Regions from separate parts of the Mus musculus genome. Here regions 1 and 3 are each linked to region 2. The links are chromatin contacts, called in public Hi-C and targeted proximity ligation maps. All regions are on one chromosome and are shown on one strand. The core of a region is the stretch at or near the end of the contact, and the rest is flanking DNA. Distances in the headings are between cores, read along the strand shown.

Evidence for each region. Hi-C and Micro-C count contacts between places; a contact is called where the count stands out from the background.
Region 1: a contact with region 2 is called in a Hi-C map of uterus, with 2.1 times the contacts expected there. A contact is called at or near these places in 8 of 39 promoter capture datasets (the 3T3-L1 cell line, 3T3-L1-derived adipocytes, cranial neural crest and 4 more), 6 of 484 Hi-C or Micro-C datasets (3T3-L1-derived adipocytes, the HPC-7 cell line, cerebral cortex and 3 more), 8 of 130 datasets of targeted methods (astrocytes, craniofacial prominence, embryonic basal ganglia and 5 more) and 1 of 9 other capture datasets (embryonic stem cells).
Region 3: a contact with region 2 is called in a targeted proximity ligation map of embryonic stem cells, with 3 times the contacts expected there. A contact is called at or near these places in 4 of 484 Hi-C or Micro-C datasets (cortical neurons, lens fibers and uterus) and 8 of 130 datasets of targeted methods (the NIH/3T3 cell line, SST interneurons, embryonic forebrain and 5 more).

What each region holds. Positions count from the first base shown.
Region 1 is chr19:31,063,819-31,068,320 of GRCm38.p6, forward strand. All of the region lies in intron 3 of Prkg1 (protein kinase, cGMP-dependent, type I), which reads right to left. Among named protein-coding and RNA genes, the nearest start is that of Cstf2t, 17 kb to the right of the region's middle.
Region 2 is chr19:31,662,457-31,666,853 of GRCm38.p6, forward strand. Prkg1 (protein kinase, cGMP-dependent, type I) reads right to left here and starts at 1,914. Exons shown (of 18, transcript NM_011160.3): 1 at 1,515-1,914. The coding sequence starts at 1,825.
Region 3 is chr19:31,105,666-31,109,920 of GRCm38.p6, forward strand. All of the region lies in intron 3 of Prkg1 (protein kinase, cGMP-dependent, type I), which reads right to left. It also overlaps the pseudogene Gm50266. Among named protein-coding and RNA genes, the nearest start is that of Gm41834, 21 kb to the right of the region's middle.

The sequences.
Region 1 (4,502 bases), core at 348-2,847, 600 kb before region 2:
CAATGTCTCTAAGGCTCCCCTCAGCATTCCAAAGTTTGCTTTGAATTGATAGTTTTAGCAGCTAATGATTCAGATATTATGTGACCCTTGCTATGCCTGCTTCTTCAACTTCACACACACACACACACACACACACACACACACACACACACACACACCACACAAATCTCAGCAAAAGAAAGTTATAGACCCAAATTCAGAATAGACTTTTTCTACTAATCTTACTATTTTGGCAAAAATTCTTCCCAAACTAATTTAATGAACAATTATTAGTACTTGATTTAAGACTCTGACAGCCCACGCCTTTAATCCCATCACTTGGGAGGCAGAGACAGGCAGATCTCTAAATTCAAAGCCAGCCTGAATTAAAGAATCTACAGAGTGAGTTCTAGAACAATCGGGCTATAAAGAGAAACTCTGTCTCAGAAAAAAAAAAAAAAAAAAAAAAACAAAAAAGACTGACAGAAATTTTTTAAGGTGATATAGATTTATGGGTGTGTGTGTGTGTATGTGTGTTTTTAATCTATATCTACTTCTCCATTTAAATTTGAGTAGTGAAGTTTAATTTTCTCCTGGAAGAATGTAATTTATAAGCCAACAGGACAAGAAGGTTTGATTTAGTTTGTGTGCAAAATGTAGATCACATAGATTGTGACCAAAATTTAAATAACATTAACAATTTTATGCCCAATATATCTGCATATATGTAATAGGTTATACTATTTTTAGAATTATTGTGGGGCAGTCATTTGTTAAAAATAAAACTGTCCCACAAAAGCCACTATTCCAGCCTATCACTGGGCATACATGGCTGCTTTAGACAAACCATGTGAATTCCGAATCTCATTCTTCCTCGCTGTGCCAACAGGCTGTTTTCCTCCCACCCCTCTTTGCATGAATAACTCACAGCAAGGTCAAAGCCTTAAATGTGTTATTTGCAGTCCTTTTCTTCTCAATCATCAGTAAAAATAAATTTTCCAATTGTCATTCATGTTTGCATTTCATTACTTTTGAAGGCCAGAGCCTTTGTAACATATGAAACAGCCAAAGTCAGGAGGCAGCACAAAGCAAGGCAGAGCTTGAGGCTCAGGACCTGAACTTCCTGTTGCTCTCAGCTTAGAGGTCTGTGTCTTTGCCTGGGGGCATACCCTTAGGGAGGCTGCCCTAGACACCAGACAGCTCCGGAATCTCTAATCTCTAGTTCCAAAACTAGGTTGTTCTTTTGACTTACAGATTTATATATTCAATATTAGGGAGCATCAGTTCTAATTTTATCACAATTGAAAACTCCCTTCCTGGACTTAGTTTGCATTTACACCAAAATTTTAATGAACTCCTCCAAAAATGGGGAGGGCGGGTGTTGGGGGCAGGGAATTCTAGTATCCCAACTTACAGAATGTGTGCCAAGAAATGAACTACGATGTCGAAGTGGGATGATCGCGTGATCACGGATGGAGTGCCAGTGTGTGCTCACCAGCATATCAACTCAATACCGGGTAGAAGATGTGGAAAGTGGAGGAGACAACGCATGTGCAGTGCAAGGGGTCTGTGAAAAACACAGTGACTGTATCTCCGGAGGCAAGGATGTGGCTGTTGACCTAAAGCTAGTCCAAGAGATAAAGTCCAGCGACTTTTACAGGGACTTGAAGTTACTTGGGAAACTCTGGCTTCTGTTTTTCCACAGCTGGGTTATATAACAGATTACTCAGGACTCTTTATTTTCCGTTTTCCTCAAACTTGGCTCTTTCATTATTTGGGGAAAGTGTTCCATAAATGAAAGACACACCCATCTTTCCACTCAGCTAAGAAAGCCAAGCAGAACGGGTGAATGACAACTACTATTCCCTGGAACTTTTATCATCCAATCTTAGCCAAGCTCTGAACAAGGGCAAGCCTTGAACTGGAATGTGTATAAATATAGAAAAGTTTGTAAAAGTTATGCTAATCATAGTTAGCATATGCTTTTAAGCCCAGCACTCAGAAAGCAGACAATTGAGATTTCCTTGAATTGCAGGCTATCCTGGGTGATGTAGTGAAATCCTGTCTCAAAAACAACAACAAAGAAAAAACAAAAAAGAAAGGAGGGAAAGAAGAAAGGGAAGGAGGGAGGGAGGGACAGAGAGAAGGATGGAAGGAGGGAGAGAGGGAAGGAAGGAAAATTAAAATTTTTTTAATAAGGCAAATAGGCAGTTTCATAAACATGACAAAGTTTATGTTAATACAAATATAATGAAGGTTTTATTTGAGCAGTCTAGTAATCACTCTACTTTTCTCAAACCAAGAATAGTTTTGAGACATATTTTTACTTATTAAACTTCAACTTATAACAGTTTCCAATTTTATTCACTTTTGGAAGGTGGGGACAGATCTCATTTTGTAGCCTAAACTAGCCTACAAGTCAATCCTCCTGCCTCGACCTGCTACTACAGACATGAGCATACCTGGCTCGAACTCAATTTTTTTAAGTTCTTTTATTTTAATAATGTGAGGTATTAATGATGGTATTTTGCTTAGTACATGTGTGATGGTTGGTGTATACTTGGCCCAGGGCATCATGGCACCATTAGGAGATGTGGCCTTGTTGGATAAAGTGTGTCACTGTGGGTGTGGGCTTTAAGACTCTTGTCCTGGAAGCCAGTCTTCTCTTAGAAGTCTACAGATGAAGATGAAGAACTCTCAGCTCCTGCACCATGCCTGACTGAATGCTGCCATGTTCCACCTTGATGATAATGGACTAAACCTCTGAACCCATAAGCCTGCCTCAATTAAATGGTGTCCTTATAGGAGTTGCCATGGTTATGGTGTCTGTTGACAGCAGTAAAACCCTAAGATAACATGTTCAAAAAGAAAGAAATGATCAGTTATTTAGCACTTTTTCCATCTGGGGATAAAACAAATCCATAGTTAATACATGTCTTAATGATCTTGAATGGCCTTCCACAGTTTGATAGACCACTATACTACAGATGGAAAAGGAATATATATATATATATATATACTCTCCCTTTTCCTTCTGTGGAGTTTAAATAGTAAACTTCAAAATCAGCACTGATGAAGAGGGATGAAAATCAACCATTCAACAGAACAGATTTCCAACTAGCTTTTAATTTTTGCCACATTCAGCAATTTGGGAAGAACCAGTTACCAGGGAGGCTCCTGGTCTGTTTGAATTAGGCTCCTGGGGTACCACTTCACTGTATACACACTAGTGAGTGCTATTTTAGGTCTCCGCATATTCAATAAGCTACTTTTCTGGAACTATTCATTTTTTAAAGGTTTAATAATGCAGGTTTAAACAGTCATTTAGCCCTAGCCCAACCTCTCTGCCAGGCTACAAGAATCATATAGTCAGGTATCAAGCTGTTGAACTACTATCCAGAAATGAACTAAGCTGTAGCCCACTGTCTTACCTTCATTTGGGAATGCCTGGGCCTCCCTCATATGATAGACATTTATCTGGGCTAGAAGAGACAGAATAGGCAGCAGGAGTTACCAGCTTACTTCCTAAGGACTTCTGACTTTTGAGTGAAACTTAACTGTCAAAGCTGTCTTATATAAAGTGAGATACAATGTTTTATTATGCCTATGAATGTTTTCACAACCTAGATGGTCAACACTGGAAAAATACAGCTATAGCTGGAAAGATGACCGTATTTCTTCATATTTTTTTCTAGTGCTCTTTTTTTTTTTAAAGATAGATTTAGTTATTTATTTTATATATGTGAGTACACTGACACTCTCTTCAGACACACCAGAAGTGGGTATCATATCCCATTACAGATGGTTATGAGCTATCATGTGGTTGCTAGGAACTGAACTCAGGACCTCTGGAAGGCCAGTCAGTGCTCTCATCAACTGAGCCATCTCTCCAGCCTCTCTAGTACCCATCTTGCTCCATATAAATAAACTATGTCCCAGCAATCTGAAGGCAGAGGAAAGTGGATCTCGATGAGACTGGTCAACACAGCCAATTCTAGGCTGCCAGGTCTACATACGAAGACCTGGTAACAAAACAACAGCAACCAAGCAAACACGAAGTATATTTATCTCAGTGACAAAAATTGTCTGAATTTAAATGTTTCTTCGCCATAAAGGTATAACATACACAATCCTGTCTATAGCTTGAGCAGGTCATGATATATCAAATACATCATTTATTGTGAACAAATGATAAAGATGAGCTAGCTAATAAATATTAGCAAGACAAACATAGCTATGCAGTAAGTTCCTTGAGGGCAGGAACTATATTTTATATTCTCTATAATGGCTAAAGCAGGTATATTATCTTCCAAAAGAGAAAGCAAATTGTTGAATTCTAATAGTAAAAAAAAAAATCACTGTAAATGAAGAAAATATCTAATAAAAATTTTTTTTAAAAATCACATGAAACTTTTTGGGAAGTTCTGATGGCCAGTATCCAGAACTGAAGATGATGACATTAATAATTTAGTAGTACTGCTTGTATTGACATAAAAAATAATTCAAAATGTAACCCTGCCCTG
Region 2 (4,397 bases), core at 664-3,163:
ATGTACCTTGTTAGCTGAAACAGGCGAACATGCCAGGGACTGCAAATTAATTTACCAAAGAAAGCTCCAATGGATTCGGTTCACTCAGGTTTCTAAGACAAATTGAAATCAGCTCATCTATCATGGTAACACGGTCAGGTCGAAATCTCAGAAATATTTCTCCTTATCAACTCTCCCCTACTCCACAGAATCCAAACTCCGTCTTTAGCTAAGCCCGTAAATGACTCATGGGGTAGGGAGGGCCAGCATGTATAGATTTGACTTTTAAGTTCTCAAAAGTGTATGTAATGTGTACTTCTGAGCCCTTCCATCCAAGAAATACAAATGGCAATAACCAAGCATTTACTTTCTCTTCTTATGAATCCCCTGTGTTTATGAAGTAAAGGGTTCCCAGGGACCTTCTGTTATTATGTAACATGTGTCATCCAGCCGTGTTATGTAGTTAAGAGCAGGACAACAGAATCCTCTGCTTTACCAATTATGTCATTACTATTAATTAAAATGCCATTCAGATGGTGTTCTGGTTCTGTTGCTGTCCCATCCCTGCTGTTCACTCTCCATATGGACTCTGGGCTCGAGTGTTGTGTAACAAGTTTCATTCAGGGTCCCCATCCAAGTTATGAATCCTACTGACACTAAAACTACACTGCTCTCTAACACACAAGAACTGCTAGCAGCACAGTGGCTTGAGACCTGAATGTGAGACACAGCTTGGTCCCCACTGGAAATAGCATGTGCTTGACTACACTGTCCCTGAAAACACATTAACCCTCTGGGGGGAAATGAAAGTGTTCATTGGGAACCATGTGAAAATTCTTTTAGGAAAAACAAGTAATATTCTCTCTTGGATATTATGAAAACATTGTTTTTTAAAAAAAAAATCAACAGACTAGGTTTCCATTTATGGATTGTAAATGTCATCCAACTCAGGAAAATTTTAAAAATTCTTCTGTTTTATATGTATATTTTCTTATTCTTTTACACTTTGATGGTGACAGAACCTCAGGTTTGAACGGTACCAGCATGAAGCGCCGGCGGCATGTAGAAAAATCCAGGAGAGCCACAAGAGCTTGGAAAGTCAGGGTAATATCAACGCATTTCATTTCAGTCTGATGAGCCTGCAGTTAGGATTTTCCGGCTGGCCAGGTTGGCTGGGGCTTTGGGGAAGAAGGGGATTCTGGTTCCTCCGTTCAACAGCCACTCACACACACGGTCAGACACACACCTGGGGCGCGTCCAAACTATGTACAGTAGGTGGCATATATGAACGTATATGTATGTATATTTTAAAAATACCTTGGCATCTGACAAAGACACGAAGGCAACGGATGTGCAGGGAGTCTGGCCCTGAGAAACGTGCACAGCCCCTCAAGAAGTGCCGTGAAAATGAGACATTTCTGAGGATGAGGACAGACATGGCAAGCGGGAGGGGCAGGGGCCGACAGACAATACAGAGACCCGCAGCTTCCCACCGCCTGGGCGCCACATGGACCCGGGCGCGTAACCCTGCTTACTGTGGGCTCTTGGGGTAGAAGGGCAGGGTCACGTGGCTGAGATCCTGGATGTCGAAGGCGGTGGGCTCCGCGGAGATCGCCTGGCGCTTGGTGCGCGGTTCACCCTGCAAGGTGCTGGCGCTCTGCTTCTGCGCCTGCTGGGTGGCCGGCCGGATCACCGAGCGATACTTGTCCAGTTCGTTCTGCAGCTTCTGGATCAGTTCGTCCTTCTGATCCAACTCCAGCTCCAGCTCATCGATGAGAGCATCCCGCTGCCTCAGCTCCTCGATCTTCTCCTGGAGCGCATACTGTAAATCCCGCAGGGTGCCCATGCTCCTCCGGGCTGCCGGGGGCTCCTGCCTGCCGCTGCTCCGCGTCTTGGGGCTTCCTCCCCTCTCGGATCAACTTTCCCTAAAGTCGCCGCTGCCTCGCGAGTGCAAAAGCTTCCCTCGACTTGAGACCAAAGCCAAGCCTGGCTTCTGAGCATGCCCAGTCCGCCGCTCCAGCCACAGAGAGTTTCAGTGTGCAGATTCCACTTCTCCGGGTTTAGGGATGAGCAAAACAGGTCCAGCCCAGGATGAACCTGAAAGGCGGTGGGAGCCGCGGCGCTTTGGGGAGCAAAGCCCGGAGGCGCAGTGACCCACGGGCGGGAGGAGGGAGACTGGGCTCGGAGGCGGTGGCTGCTCGGCTCGGGTCACCAACGCCGGGTGCCAAAGGAAGCCAGCGATGTGTGTGGGGAGCCTGATAAAGCTCGGGGGCGCTGGGGCTGTGCGGGCGGAGCGAGGCTGGAGCGCTACTTCGGAGGTGGAGAGGTGGGAGGGAGAGGACCAGGAGCAAACTGGAGGCGTCAGCGGGCTCCGGGCTACAGAATGTGGGGCTAGGTTCCTGGCGACCAAGGGAGACAGAGCAGACTGTGCGTGCTAACAGCTTTGACTTCTGGAGGGATTGTGACCGCAGCCTCACAGAGGAAAACAGTGTGGCTGAGCGCTTGCGTCCTCCACAGCACCTTTCCCACGGGGAGCGCCTCACACAGGTGTCTAGGGTTTGCAAAGAAACTTGCCTCTCCAAAGGTGAGAGCTTACAGTGCCTGGGAGGGATTTCCACGGGCGTCCAGGTGCCTTTGAGGAAGGTTAGGATGGGTATCTGACCTCCGCCCCCAAGCCTTTCCACACTCCTAATTTTCCCTATTCTTGCCTGCCAAACTTAGATCAATGAATTCGTCTAGGGGCAAAAGCCAAAACCCCAAAGGATTTTGGGCCGGAGCAGGCCTCTCAGCAGCTCCCTGGTCCCTCCCATTTGTGCTAGTATCAATTGCGGAATGGTTCCCTAGAGGCCTGGCTTCTTCCATTTGCTGGATTTGGTGAAGTGGGTGGGGGCTTAAAAAACACAGCGGAGTTCCAAAACATTCTTTCAGAAAGGGAACCATACCTTTTCAACGTTACTTTCCTAACAGCCCAGGAGTTAATGAGAAAATTTTGCCAACTTTGGGGAAGAGGTAAGATCAACAAAGGATGGGAAAACTACAGGAGCTGTAATTGCACTGTCCCACCCACTACACTAGCTCTCAACCCAACCACTTCACCAGCCAGAACCAACTGCTCAGTGTGGGCTAAACTGCTAGCAAGAAGGCGGCATTCTTTCAGTCCAAGAATTGGTCTCTCATCTTGGGAACACTTATTTAGAATACCCAAAATATTTACCTAATGCTTACATAAGTGCCTAATAGTTAACTAAACCTTCACCAGCTTGTCCAAACTTATAGCTTAAAAAGAAAGAAAGAAAGAAAGGGAACCTTTAAACTTGCTATTCTTTCACACTCCGTGTTATAATTCTCATATTCTATCTACCCACCCTTTAACACTTAAACGAAACAGATAGAAAATTCATTAAAACTAAGTTGCAATACAAAACTTCTGCCTGAAATCTCAAATTAGCCAAGGACACAAATCTCTCTTAAACAACAACAACAACAACAAAAACGTTGCCTATTTATTTCCTCAAATGGCCAACATTTTCTATCTGAGCTAAGAAAGCTGGAAAGAGAAAGCCTACTAGCCACTAGCACATTAACAAAACTTCTTCCACAAAGACTATGATGTAGTTCTCTCTACAGATGGAGCCATGTGTATTCCTTACAACCAGAAGCTTTGAATTCGCTTCAGAGTACAATGTAAAAAGTCCACAGGACAGGAAATATTTTCAAAAGATAGCAGTTAAATAATAGTTCTGAATTAACTGTTATTTCTCTTAAAAGTCATCTTGAGCAGAAGTCTGCAACATTGTGTGACTAATTGCATCCTGCAGCATCTTCCCTCTGGGACAGTTTCCTCCTCTCAGGCAAAGATCCAGAACTTCAGTTAACCTGTGGGAATTCTCAACTTCTCTGGGAAAATGCTTAATGCTATTTTTTCTTACGGCTTTATTCTTGGGGTCTACAAACCCAGGAGTTTACATATAAACATGCATCACAAGCAACAGATACTTTGTTTTTAGTCTCTCTTAATTAATGTCTCCCAGCAGAAGATACAAAATATATTGCTTGTATAGAGCTTGTCTACAAGGAAGAGAAGGGGGGAAGAAGAAAACGAATAAAGTGATTCTCCACCTCACAAAACTATGTTTCCAACAGCACTCCAGCCATACATATTCAGCACTGTTATCAAAACGGAGGTTTTTCAGTACTAAACTGTACTTAAGTGAGGGACCCACACACAAGCTTTAGCATAAATACAAGTTACAGTCTCATTCTCAAAATTCTAAAGGTTCTCCATGGTGGATTCACCCTTAAGAATCGGGGATCTCATTCCTATCTTCTTGTACTAAGGTCAAATCTAAGTAGATCAAGGAACTCCACATAAAACCAGAGACAGTGAAACATAGAGGAGAAAGTGGGGAGAAGCCTCG
Region 3 (4,255 bases), core at 441-2,940, 560 kb before region 2:
TTTCTTCCTTCCTTTCCCCTTCCTTTTTCTTCGTGTGTGTGTGTGTGTGTGTGTGTGTGTGTGTGTGTGTGTGTGTGTATTTCTGGGATTAAAGGCGTGCCCTGCCATGACCAGCTAGATATCCTTTAAGACCTTTTGGCTTTATCACCTGGAACCAAAATAAGCCACATGCAACTAGCTCTAATGGTCCGCCTATCAGAATTCACTGTGGGTTCCTAAAGAACAAGAATTCCTGAACCTCATTCCCAGAGATGCAGATTAAACATAGGATGGCTAAGTCTGTTTATTGGTTGGAAACACTAATCACAGCCACGCTCACATTAGGATGTCCCAATTGGATTCTGTTTGCTCGGATAGAAGGTAAGAATGACACAGTCTGCTTGTTTGGACTGGAAGCCGCCCAGATACTCCTCCACAGTGGCTTCTTTTGGGTTTGCAGGGAGCCCCAAAGACCTGCTTATGAGGCTACTTGCACACACGTGCTGCCCTTTAAATTTGCTAATGACTATTTACCAGGGAAGGTTTGAGAAATCCCCAAATCAATGCACACCTCATTTTCTAAAGGCTGACAAACTGTTATGGTAAATACGCTCACTGTGAGAACAAAAGGCCACTAAGTGATCTTGATCTTTAAAGCTCCTTTCCTCCCACCCACTCCTCCTTTCTCCACCTCCTCTTCCTCCTCCTTCCCTCTTCCCAACTCCCCCTCCTCCTCTTCTTCCTCCTCTCCTTTTTCCTTTTCCCCTCCTACCTTCCCCTCCCCTGTTTCTTCACTGCAAAGAGCATAACACCCCTCTGAATTCCATCCTGAGGTCCTGTTTTCCGAGGCGGACCCACAAAGTGAGGGTCTGAACACACATGGGGAATGCAAGTCAATTCTCCTCCAGTAACTGCAATAACTGGCATTACCTTTGGATATATTCACACACAAAAAAGTGTGTGTGTGTGTGAGAGAGAGGGAGAGAGAGAGAGAGAGAGAGAGAGAGAGAGAGAGAGAGAGAGAGAGAGAGAGAGAGATTGCAGTCTGAACCAAATAAATCCTAAAAAGGTTACTATATCTGTATACAAAACAAAGACACAAACCCCAAACCTTATACATCATTTTCCACATGTATCGTTACCTTAATTTTAATGAAGATAGATGAATTTAAGACATATGGCCAACAATACTGGAATGAAGGGTCCCATAAAGTTTTTATGTACAAAAGCGCCCATAACAACACAGCACCCGAGATGTTCATGGACAGTGGGGTGGATATGCTGTGGTATATCCTTGTAAGCAGTATTGGACACTAAAACAAACGAAGAAAGCTAACTGCTTGCCCTGCCCCCAACCCTGAACTTTCCAACCCAGGCGCTGGGCTGCCCTTCCCCTGGGGCTATTTCTTATATAATCCAGACATTTGGTCTCCCCCATCCCCCCACCCCGACTTCTCCTTCTCTTCTCTCTCTGTGCTAGCTCTTTCTTTCCTACCCACCCCTACCTCTTTCCCTTCTCGTGGCACTCCCCTGGCCTCGACTTGCCCGAGAGCTGCTTCTCCAAAAACCTGCATTTAATCTAATCTAATCTGGTTTGAACTGGTTCATTTCACCAGCAAAGAAATAATGTATCAGATGGTGCAGAACATTTAGGGTTGAGGACAGGGTATGCCAGGTGGGGCCTGAGGGATGCTGGGAGAGCCTGGAGGCCAGGTCTGCTTTGGTATGTAAGATATGCACAGCAGTTCCTTATCTGAAACCAAACACCAACTGTGTGTGGTTCTGGCAAAGACAGAATGAAGTAAAGAAGCCAGGCACACAGACCTCACCGTGTAGGATTCCATTCCAAAAGAAGAAGAAAGTGCTCTAAGATGGAAGAAGTTGGGGCTTTGGGTATTTCTAAGAAAAAAAAAAAAAAAAAAACACTGGCATTATCCAGAGACCAGGAAGGGGTCTCAACACGGGCCGAGTTTATGCATATGCCATTACTAGTGACATTTAATTGAGATGAGTGCTTGTGGCTGGAATACTTTCCAGGATGTTATTCGTTAGTAGAAAGGTTAAATAATTGCTTTGAAGCTCACTTATTTAAGGATGATCATTTAATCACATTAGGCCTGAATCAGTGCCAGGGTATAAGAGGAGAAAACAGACAACTTCAATTAATGAGACACCTGCTGTCATTTTATACTCTGTGTTGTCACCTAGATCTTAGCTAATGATTTCTGGTGACTGTAAAGCACAACAGGGCTTCATTGGGGGGGGGGAAGAGTATGTGTCATAGGATTCAAATATCAGCGTGGAAAGTGTCCATCAGCAGCAGCCAGTGATGCCAGGGTGCCAGGGAGGGAATGAGAGCAGAACGCACCTCAGGATGGGTCCGTTGACTGGCTCTCACATTTTGGCTCTGCAAACCTATTTTTTTGACCATTCAAGTAAACAATGAAGTGGGGGTTATATGTATGTACAAACTTTTTTTTTCTTTCAGATCACTAGTAATTTTTTCAACTAGAGAAGATATAATAACTAAAGGCTTTGAAATGCTCATAATTTCAGGAAAAGGGTTACTTTTGGTTTTATCTTTTTGTTGTTGTTTTCTCTTATTTTGTTTTAATGTTGTTGGTCTATCAGTGTTTTCCAGCAGAACTTTCTGTGAGTGGAAATCCTCCTATGTGGTGATAATGACTGCCATGAGCCTGCACCATTGACATGTAGCTAAGTTAAAGCCACTTAACTCAAATGTAAAGCCACTTAACTCAAATGTAAATTTAAATAGGAAAGTGAGCTTAGTTGCTATTTTATTGGGAAGTGCAAGCCTTTGGTGGCTTTTTGTTTATTTGTTTTTGGGTTTTGGTTGGTTGTTTTTTGAGAGTCTCATGGAGTCCAGGTTGGTTTCAAATTCTCTATGTAAGTGAAGCTGGCCTTGAACCCCTGCTCTTTCTACCTCTACCTTTCCAGGTCCAGGTTACAGGCTTGTACCACTACATCTGGCTGCACGGTAGACACACGTCTTGGTGACCCTCTGGTCCCACCTTCTCTCACATGATCCCTGACAGGATGACCGATTGCAGAAATGACTGGAAGTGACAAGCACAGAGTGCAGAGCTTTCAGAGCAAGGATCACAAATGTTCATTGGCTTGTAGTTTCTAGAAGGAAATGGCTTTTTCTGGGAAACCTCATAAAGAATTCCATATTCTTACAGTCATCAGAAAGAGGTTCTTAGGAAAAAAACCCACTTCAAATTTATCCAAATTTATCCCAAATCAGTGAACTTTAAATCCTTGTACAGAAAACAGAAATCAAGGGCACTTGCCAGTGATAGGGCACTTGCCAGAAAATATTTGACTTAGGTTACAAGTAAATAACTACTAGCCTTTGATCTTAACTTAGTAAATACGTCCAAGTAGCGTATGCTGTTGCTCATCTCTGGTCTAGATGCTGCAGAATCCAGGACTTGGAACGGCTAAAGCACCGTCTCAGGCAAACTAAGACAGAATGTTATTTTAGACTTAATGGTGTTTAGGTTTTTTCCCTTTGCTAGATTATGTCTTGGCTTGAGAAAATCTGCTTTTTTTTTTTTTTTTAAATAACATTTTACTTGTTGCTTACAGAGTCGGTCTTTTTCAACAGGAAAAGGATATGACACAGTAACTCCTATCCACTCACTCCTGCTGTCAGTAAAAATGCCCTACTGTACCGACTTATACACATATTTCAGTCATTTCCCAGATATTTTAGAGTACCATGGCCTTGCTAGAACAGAGACCCTTTAAGGTTCTTTTATTATTTCCGGGCAGTGTAATGATTCACGCACTGTCTCGTACGTAGCAAGATTGAAAGAGTTGCTGGTAATTTTCTTCTCACTATAAACCATTCTGCCCTCTTCTCCAGAAGCAGAAATGTTTCCATTTTCAGCAGTGTGTGCTTCAGACAGATAGATAAACACACACACACACACACACACACACTGGACTAAACTGAAGACTATACATATTAACTTAAAATCTGACCATTTTAATCTCTGCACTTCCCTCTTTAATCCTCTTTCTTCTACATTAACATTTATGAAATTAGGGTATATCTTAGAATCTACATGAGAAAGAACCTTGCTAGACTCTAGGTAGAAAAGTTTCAATAACATTATTATTGGCCAATTGGCCAACTAGAGAAATTATGTTTCAGCGATGTTAGACTATACCTGCTCTTCCAAACTCTCACCTCAGTTTAATTACTGCCATTGTAAGTTAAAATTCAACTTACATATTTGAATTCTTA